Regions from separate parts of the Mus musculus genome. Here region 1 is linked to region 2. Evidence: chromatin contacts called from public Hi-C data. All regions are on one chromosome and are shown on one strand. The core of a region is the stretch at or near the end of the contact, and the rest is flanking DNA. Distances in the headings are between cores, read along the strand shown. Region 1 holds the start of Fam177b (protein FAM177B). Region 2 holds the start of Tlr5 (toll-like receptor 5).

Region 1 (3,046 bases), core at 269-2,768, 320 kb before region 2:
ACTTACTGTGTGCCAGACAGTGTATAGGCACATACGTAGACCACTGCATCCCTTTAGCCACCCTGTGAGAAACACATCAATCTGCATAAAGTATTGAAACAGGAATATACATCTCATGATGAAGAATGAAGAGATTATACCTGTCAATCAAGACAGTAGTCAATAAATCATATATCATAGTTTATACTCCTTTGAAAAGCTACATATAATCACTAAGGGTTTTTTAAAAAATAATTTAAAATGTGAGTTACAGCTTGCAGTATCTAATATTTAAGCTGTAGCTTTCAGAATACTTGGAGTAACTACTGAATGGGCATTAAGTTTTATTTTGCTGCCTATAGGAAAACAATACTTTATTACGTTGTCACCCTTCCTACAGAGTCACTTGTTAAATGCCAGTGACTGACAAAACTAACTAGTTACTGACAAAACTAACTAGTACTTGCTGCTGCCTGTTTATACTCTGCCTGTAGGACTTGCTCTGTGTACTAACCCTCATTAACCTAGGTAGGCACGCTGCGGTTTCTGTGGACTCGACTGCCGTTCATGAAATGGAAACACATACTATGTCCGGCGCTTCTGTAAAGGCAGTAAATGCAGGTGTTGAAATCCATCATTGGCCATGTTCACGTGATCGCATGAGCAGTCTTGTTGATTGTAAAGCTAACACCAGAAGCCTCGTATACGCCGGGCGCACCATGAGGTTCCGAAGCAGTAGCAGGGATTGTGGGGACGCTGACTATAAAGCACTGGCAGGCAGGCTGTGCAGAGATGACACTGGACATTGGTGTTGCATGTGTTTCATACCAGGCGAGGACAGCTCCTGTACAGCTACTTCTGTACAGTGTTTATATGATTTATCTTTTTATTTATGAAAATAAAAGCCATTTTACTTACATGTTCGCTGGATTTATGTGGTGATTATCTGCTAGTAGATTTGGTGCAGGAAAAATTCTTATACTTTAAATGACAGTTGGGTCTGTTCTTTGCTTCCTGAGTTAATTTCCTTGACACACTTAGTTTATGCTTGTGTTTGTACTGGGACTTAACCACATCTTCATGTGGAAAGCACAGCTTTAATTAGCTCATCCAGCCCATTGTACCAGTTCAACACCATATTCTGTGAGCTGTGGCTAGCCAGGGCTGGGCACCTCCAGGGTGTCCGACAATGACATGCATTATCTACCATGATGTAAACATTGGGAAATGCCCAGAAACAGGCACATAACTGCACACCGTTACTACTGAAGATAAAGGTGCAAGATCATCCCAGGTGACCCGTGGTCCTGAGGAGTGGCAGTGGGTGGCTTACACGGGATTTGTCCCTGTTGTGCATTCTCACTGACTGCTGTGCACACACAGCTCCAGTTCCTTCTATGAGGTTGTGCTCAGCACAGGTTAGACCCCTACACAGCATCGTGAATTGGGAACAGTGGAGGCTGGAAAGGGTTGGATAGTTCCTGTGTAAATTACCCAATGCTGGTTCTTTGCTGTTGTAACCCAATCCATTTGCAAACATGATGGTAAGTACCAAGAGAGTAGTAACAGACTGTTGGTGAGATGCCTTCCTCCTTCAAGTCAGAAGCCAGCATGAGCTTTCTTGGTATAAATAAACTGAAATGATTATAGATAACAAGAAAAATACTAAGATTGTTTAAAAACAGAAAAAACTTGCAAGTTTGTATTTTGTAATTCATTACATAGTTCCTTCCATACTCACTAAATTTAATCGCATGATTCATTAAGTGAATGCTGAGTTCCAGCCATACATCAGGACACGAATGTCACTGGGCAGAAGATGACAGCAGCAAACTAGGAAAAACATCACCTGCTGTGGTTTGAATGAGAATGCCCCCATAGGTTCACTTATGTGATATTTGGTCCCCAGCTGGTGAAACTTTGGGATTAAGGGGTATGGCCTTGTTAGAGGCGGTGTTTCATTGGATACAAGCTTCAGACTTCAAACTGAATCAAGATGTGAGCTCTCAGCTCCTGCCCCAGCGTTCTACCATGTGTTTGCTATGATGTAGATTAACCACCAGGAAGCCTAATTCATATGTTTTCTATAAGTTGCCTTTGGCTGTGATGTTTTGTCACATCAATAGAAAAATAAGCCAGAAGTTAGGACTCTAGAGTGGGCTACTGCTCACACAAACCTAGCCATGTTTGTTGTTTGTTTTGAAGAATGTGGAAGACTTATTTTGAACTATAAAATCAGTTGGACACTGAGCAAAGGTTAGGAGCTCAGAGGACAGTAGTTCTGGGGATAATGGGGACTGGAGGTCTAACTCAGGTTTTAGAGAAGAATATTAGCAATTGGGATAGAAAGCGTTCTCGTGAGATTTTGGCAAAGCATGTGGTTGCTCTCTGCCCTTGTCCTAAGGACATGCCTGAGACTAAACTGAAAGGTTAGATCAAGATTTGGTGGAGGAGAGTCTTCACTGTGACCTGATATTTACTCTGCTGGGTGTGTGATTACTAGAGTTTACTCTTGATGCAGATTTGTGAAAAGCAAGGGAGCAGAAAGAAAGAAAAATATACAGTTTAAGGAGGACCGGAGTCCTCAGGTCAGTCAGCCTTCCACCCATGTAGCCTGTACCTCCTGGGATGTGCAGCCAGGGCAGGACTGCATGCAGCTGTGGGCAAGGAGCATGGGGGTGGGGCTGGAGTCTCAGGCATGGAGTTCAATGACCATCCTCACTCCCTCCGCAGGAGAACGTCAGTCATGTGAGGGTAAAGTGCAGGTGATCACACTTGCTGTGGTTTCAAGACAACATCCAGGTCATGCCCCAACAAGACTGCCATAACAAAAGCACAAGAGGTCAGACCACAGTCCCAGAAGCCATTGTAAGGTTTGACATTGTAAGGCTTTGACTTGAGTGATCCCCTAGAGAGGTTTATACAGGAGTGACAGGACCAAAGAGTTGAACAACTTTGGCTGCTTGTTGTTGTTGTTGCTGTTTTAAGTCTAGACTATATAGGAAGCCTAAGGAGACCTTTACAAATAATACAGGTGTGTAGACCAGGGTGGGACAGTTGAATGGCA
Region 2 (3,185 bases), core at 314-2,813:
ACTAAAAGCAAGGGAGGGCAGACACAATAACTGCTTCCAATCCTCAGCAGAGCTACAAAGCTGAAGAAGCCGCCACCAGGAGTTATCCAAGAACCCTTTGTGTTAGAGACATCGCCCCAGGAGAGGGCTTTCCTCCTCAGACAAAGCTAAGACCCGACGAGATTAGCTTTGCAGTCACACAGTGGAATCAGAAAGGTTTGAGCAGCAAAGGATAGAAGAGAGTGAACCTGGGCCATCAATTAGGATGGAAGTGTCTTCCAGGATGTCCATCAAGCCCATATGAATGAACTAAGTCATCCTGATTACTATAATAGGGACTCTTCTTGTACCGCCCCATCATTAACGTTGGCCTGGACCCCTCGTCGGGGGCACCCCAAGAATCCTACCACAATGTGAAAGGCTAAGCATTTAGCATAGCAGAACCCAGGGTTCCCTCCTGACTGCATAGCATGCTGGATGTTCCTCACGATTGGTTTCTGCCCCCAAAGAATAAGGTGAACAGAGTCAAGATCTACACACCTTGAACAAACTATTCAGAGTTGTGTCCTCTGAGGAAAGGCAGAGGAAAGAGACCAAGCCACATGTGTGTGACAGTGGCAGGTCAGCATCCACACCCCCTTCCAGGTACGGGACAGGAGGAATGCATTGTTCATGTGCTTGAGGGGGTTAACCCTCAATAACACTTCATAAAAGGCCCTGCGGTTAAGCTGCAGGCCCATGCCGCACAGCGCTAGACTGCCGTGTTCCAGACACTAGCTAATTACAAGGCTAGCCCACCAATGGGAGAAAGCAATCCCCATGCATTCCCATTCCTCAAGGTCTCAGCAGCCTTCCTGGGGAGACTTTCTCTCTCCCAAGACAACCAACCACCCCACTTCAGGAAACAACCACTATTCCAGCCGTGGTGGTTTACGGAGCAGAGCCATGACTGTAATGGCTGTAATTGCCAAAGGCTGATGGAGTTCTTTCTTCACAGCCTCGGGGCCAGCTGCCCTACTTCTCCCTGCCCCGGAGGGTGTCCAAGGACTTCACTGACTGCAGTGTCTTTTTAAGGTGTCCATAGCTCAATTGATGGTGACTGTCGACTTCCTCTTTCCAAGGAAGACAGCAAGAGAACGGACTCCGCGCGCGTTAAATACCTGTCTCTTCCAGAGGGTGGGGCCAAAGGTGAAAGCCAGAAGAGAGAACTAGGGAACCTTGTCCCAAAGCCAGCATGCAAGTGACTTGTCAATCCTAGAATTGTCCCGCTGGGCACTCTGCTTACTCTCAGCTCGCTGGGCCGAGGGACCCCAGTTTCCGTGGCACTGAGTGGCAGAGAGCACAGGCAGGAAAGAGAGTTGAAAGGGTTCAGGACGAAGCCAGGAGGAAGAGAGAGGGGCGGGGGCACTAACGTGTCCAGCAACGTCCCGGGCCCCTTCCGGTCTCAGGGAACCCCCTGCTGGACCCCTTGCAACTACAAGGCTCTCACCTCCCAAGCGGGATTCCCACAACACAGGCTCCAGGACTGACCTCACTCGGCTCCAGGCACCAAAGCTGCCGCTGGGCTCGGGAAAGCAGGAGAGCGGGGAGGAGAGGGAAACACCGCCCGCTGCTGGAGCCCCGCCCACAACTCTTGATCAGGCTTTCTCTGTGGACCATGCTTGTCTTTTCTGAGTTCTGGGCAAAGTACCTCAGCCTAGGTACCTCTCTGCTTTCTTGCCAGGGAGGAGACCTCTATCTCTGCTGCAATGACCTTGTAACTGAGGTAGGAAAGAAAGTAGAGCTGGGGCAGACGGTAGGTATTGGCTATCATGGAGCCCAGCACAGGAGGCAGAGGGCCTGTTGTGATTTTTGTAGCTACCCCTAACTGTCCATCGAGATAACATAGGCCTGCACTGACCCAGGGAAGGCGGCCTAGATCCTATCCTGATGCACTGTACACACGGCCAGCGCAGCAAGTCCTGATCGGGGCAGTTACTTCTGTTCTTGCCTGTGCTCTTTGATCTGTGCCAAATCTTGAAGATATGATGCTGAGGGGTGAAGCTGGCTGTCATTTTGCCCTCTACTACTTGGCTACGCCTTCTATTTTAACTATTGAAGGTGTGTGTGTGTGTGTGTGTGTGTGTGTGTGTGTGTGTGTGTGTACACGCCCACACATGCACATCATTCATCAGGAGCTGTCTATCTTGTTTATTGAGTTATTGAGACAGGATCTCCCACTGGCCTGGAACTCACCAAAAATGCTAAGCTGGTTAACAAGCCCCAGGGATACTGGATGCTCTACCTCCCCAGCACTGGGGTTACAGGCAGGTACCATCACCATGCCTGTGGACTTTACTTGTGTGTTAGGGATTGAACTCTGGTCCTCATGCTTCCACAAGCACTATACCCCCTGCCCCATACTAAATATCTGAAGGTCAGATTTGGATCAGCAAAGGCTACTGCCTGTGACTGAAGGCCAGGGAAGGAAGTTGTGATTTCCCTCAGAGAACGCAAGAGCTTTCCGGCCTGTGAGCCCTTCTGGCTTCACTTCCCTTTTCCTTCCCACCCTCCACCTGCTCCTAGGAGGAGGGGGCGGGGTGTTGTGGGGTTGAGAGTTGATCTGCTTTCTGGAAAGGGACATGCTGAAGGAAAGAAAAGTCAGGAGCCTGCTGCTGCAGGAGTGTTAAAAGGAAGGGATTTGTATAGGAAGGTGGCGAAGTCAGTCGCTTTCTGGGGGTGAAACCCAGTTCAAGGACAGAAGTGTCACAGTCTGCAGTAAGACTGGGGTCGCATGGAGGTTGGGCAAAAGCTGACAGCTGCCTCTTGCAGCTGGGGTGTAATCCCAGGTTGATTCACACTCTCCAGCGTGGCCTGACAGCTAGGTGATATGATCAAGCAGGGCAGGAGAGATAGGTTAAAACAAAGCCCAGCACTTAATTACCAAGGAAGATCTCATTATACAGTCTTCTCAGCTCCCTCCTCGGCTGGCAGCTTGAAGCCCATGTGACAAGTTGCCTCAAGTGGCTCTCGAAAGCTGAGTGCAGAGGGATGGAACTGCAACCCTGCCTACCTGCTCTGCAGCTGGGAGGAGGAGGCTTGTAAGCCCAGGAGGTAGGGCCTTCCTATAATGTGGGTGGGACTGAGAACAATGCCAGGGAGGGCTGGGTGCCATTTACTGCCTTCCTAAAACCAGAGGGGATTTATCCCAGGAGTGCTAGGAATAT

Evidence for each region. Hi-C and Micro-C count contacts between places; a contact is called where the count stands out from the background.
Region 1: a contact with region 2 is called in a Hi-C map of bone marrow-derived macrophages, with 18 read pairs. The contact joins the promoter of Fam177b here to the promoter of Tlr5 in region 2. A contact is called at or near these places in 3 of 15 datasets of contacts at CTCF or cohesin (CD8 T cells, the NIH/3T3 cell line and large pre-B cells), 1 of 484 Hi-C or Micro-C datasets (bone marrow-derived macrophages), 15 of 115 datasets of contacts at active chromatin or transcription factors (acute myeloid leukemia, bone marrow-derived macrophages, embryonic basal ganglia and 7 more) and 1 of 9 other capture datasets (liver).

Annotation. Positions count from the first base shown.
Region 1 is chr1:183,274,204-183,277,249 of GRCm38.p6, reverse strand. Fam177b (protein FAM177B) reads left to right here and starts at 1,518. Exons shown (of 6, transcript XM_030244966.1): 1 at 1,518-1,523. The coding sequence starts at 1,518. It overlaps Brox (BRO1 domain and CAAX motif containing), which reads left to right. Exons shown (of 14, transcript NM_027861.4): 14 at 1-898.
Region 2 is chr1:182,953,166-182,956,350 of GRCm38.p6, reverse strand. Tlr5 (toll-like receptor 5) reads right to left here and starts at 1,563. Exons shown (of 4, transcript NM_016928.3): 1 at 1,469-1,563.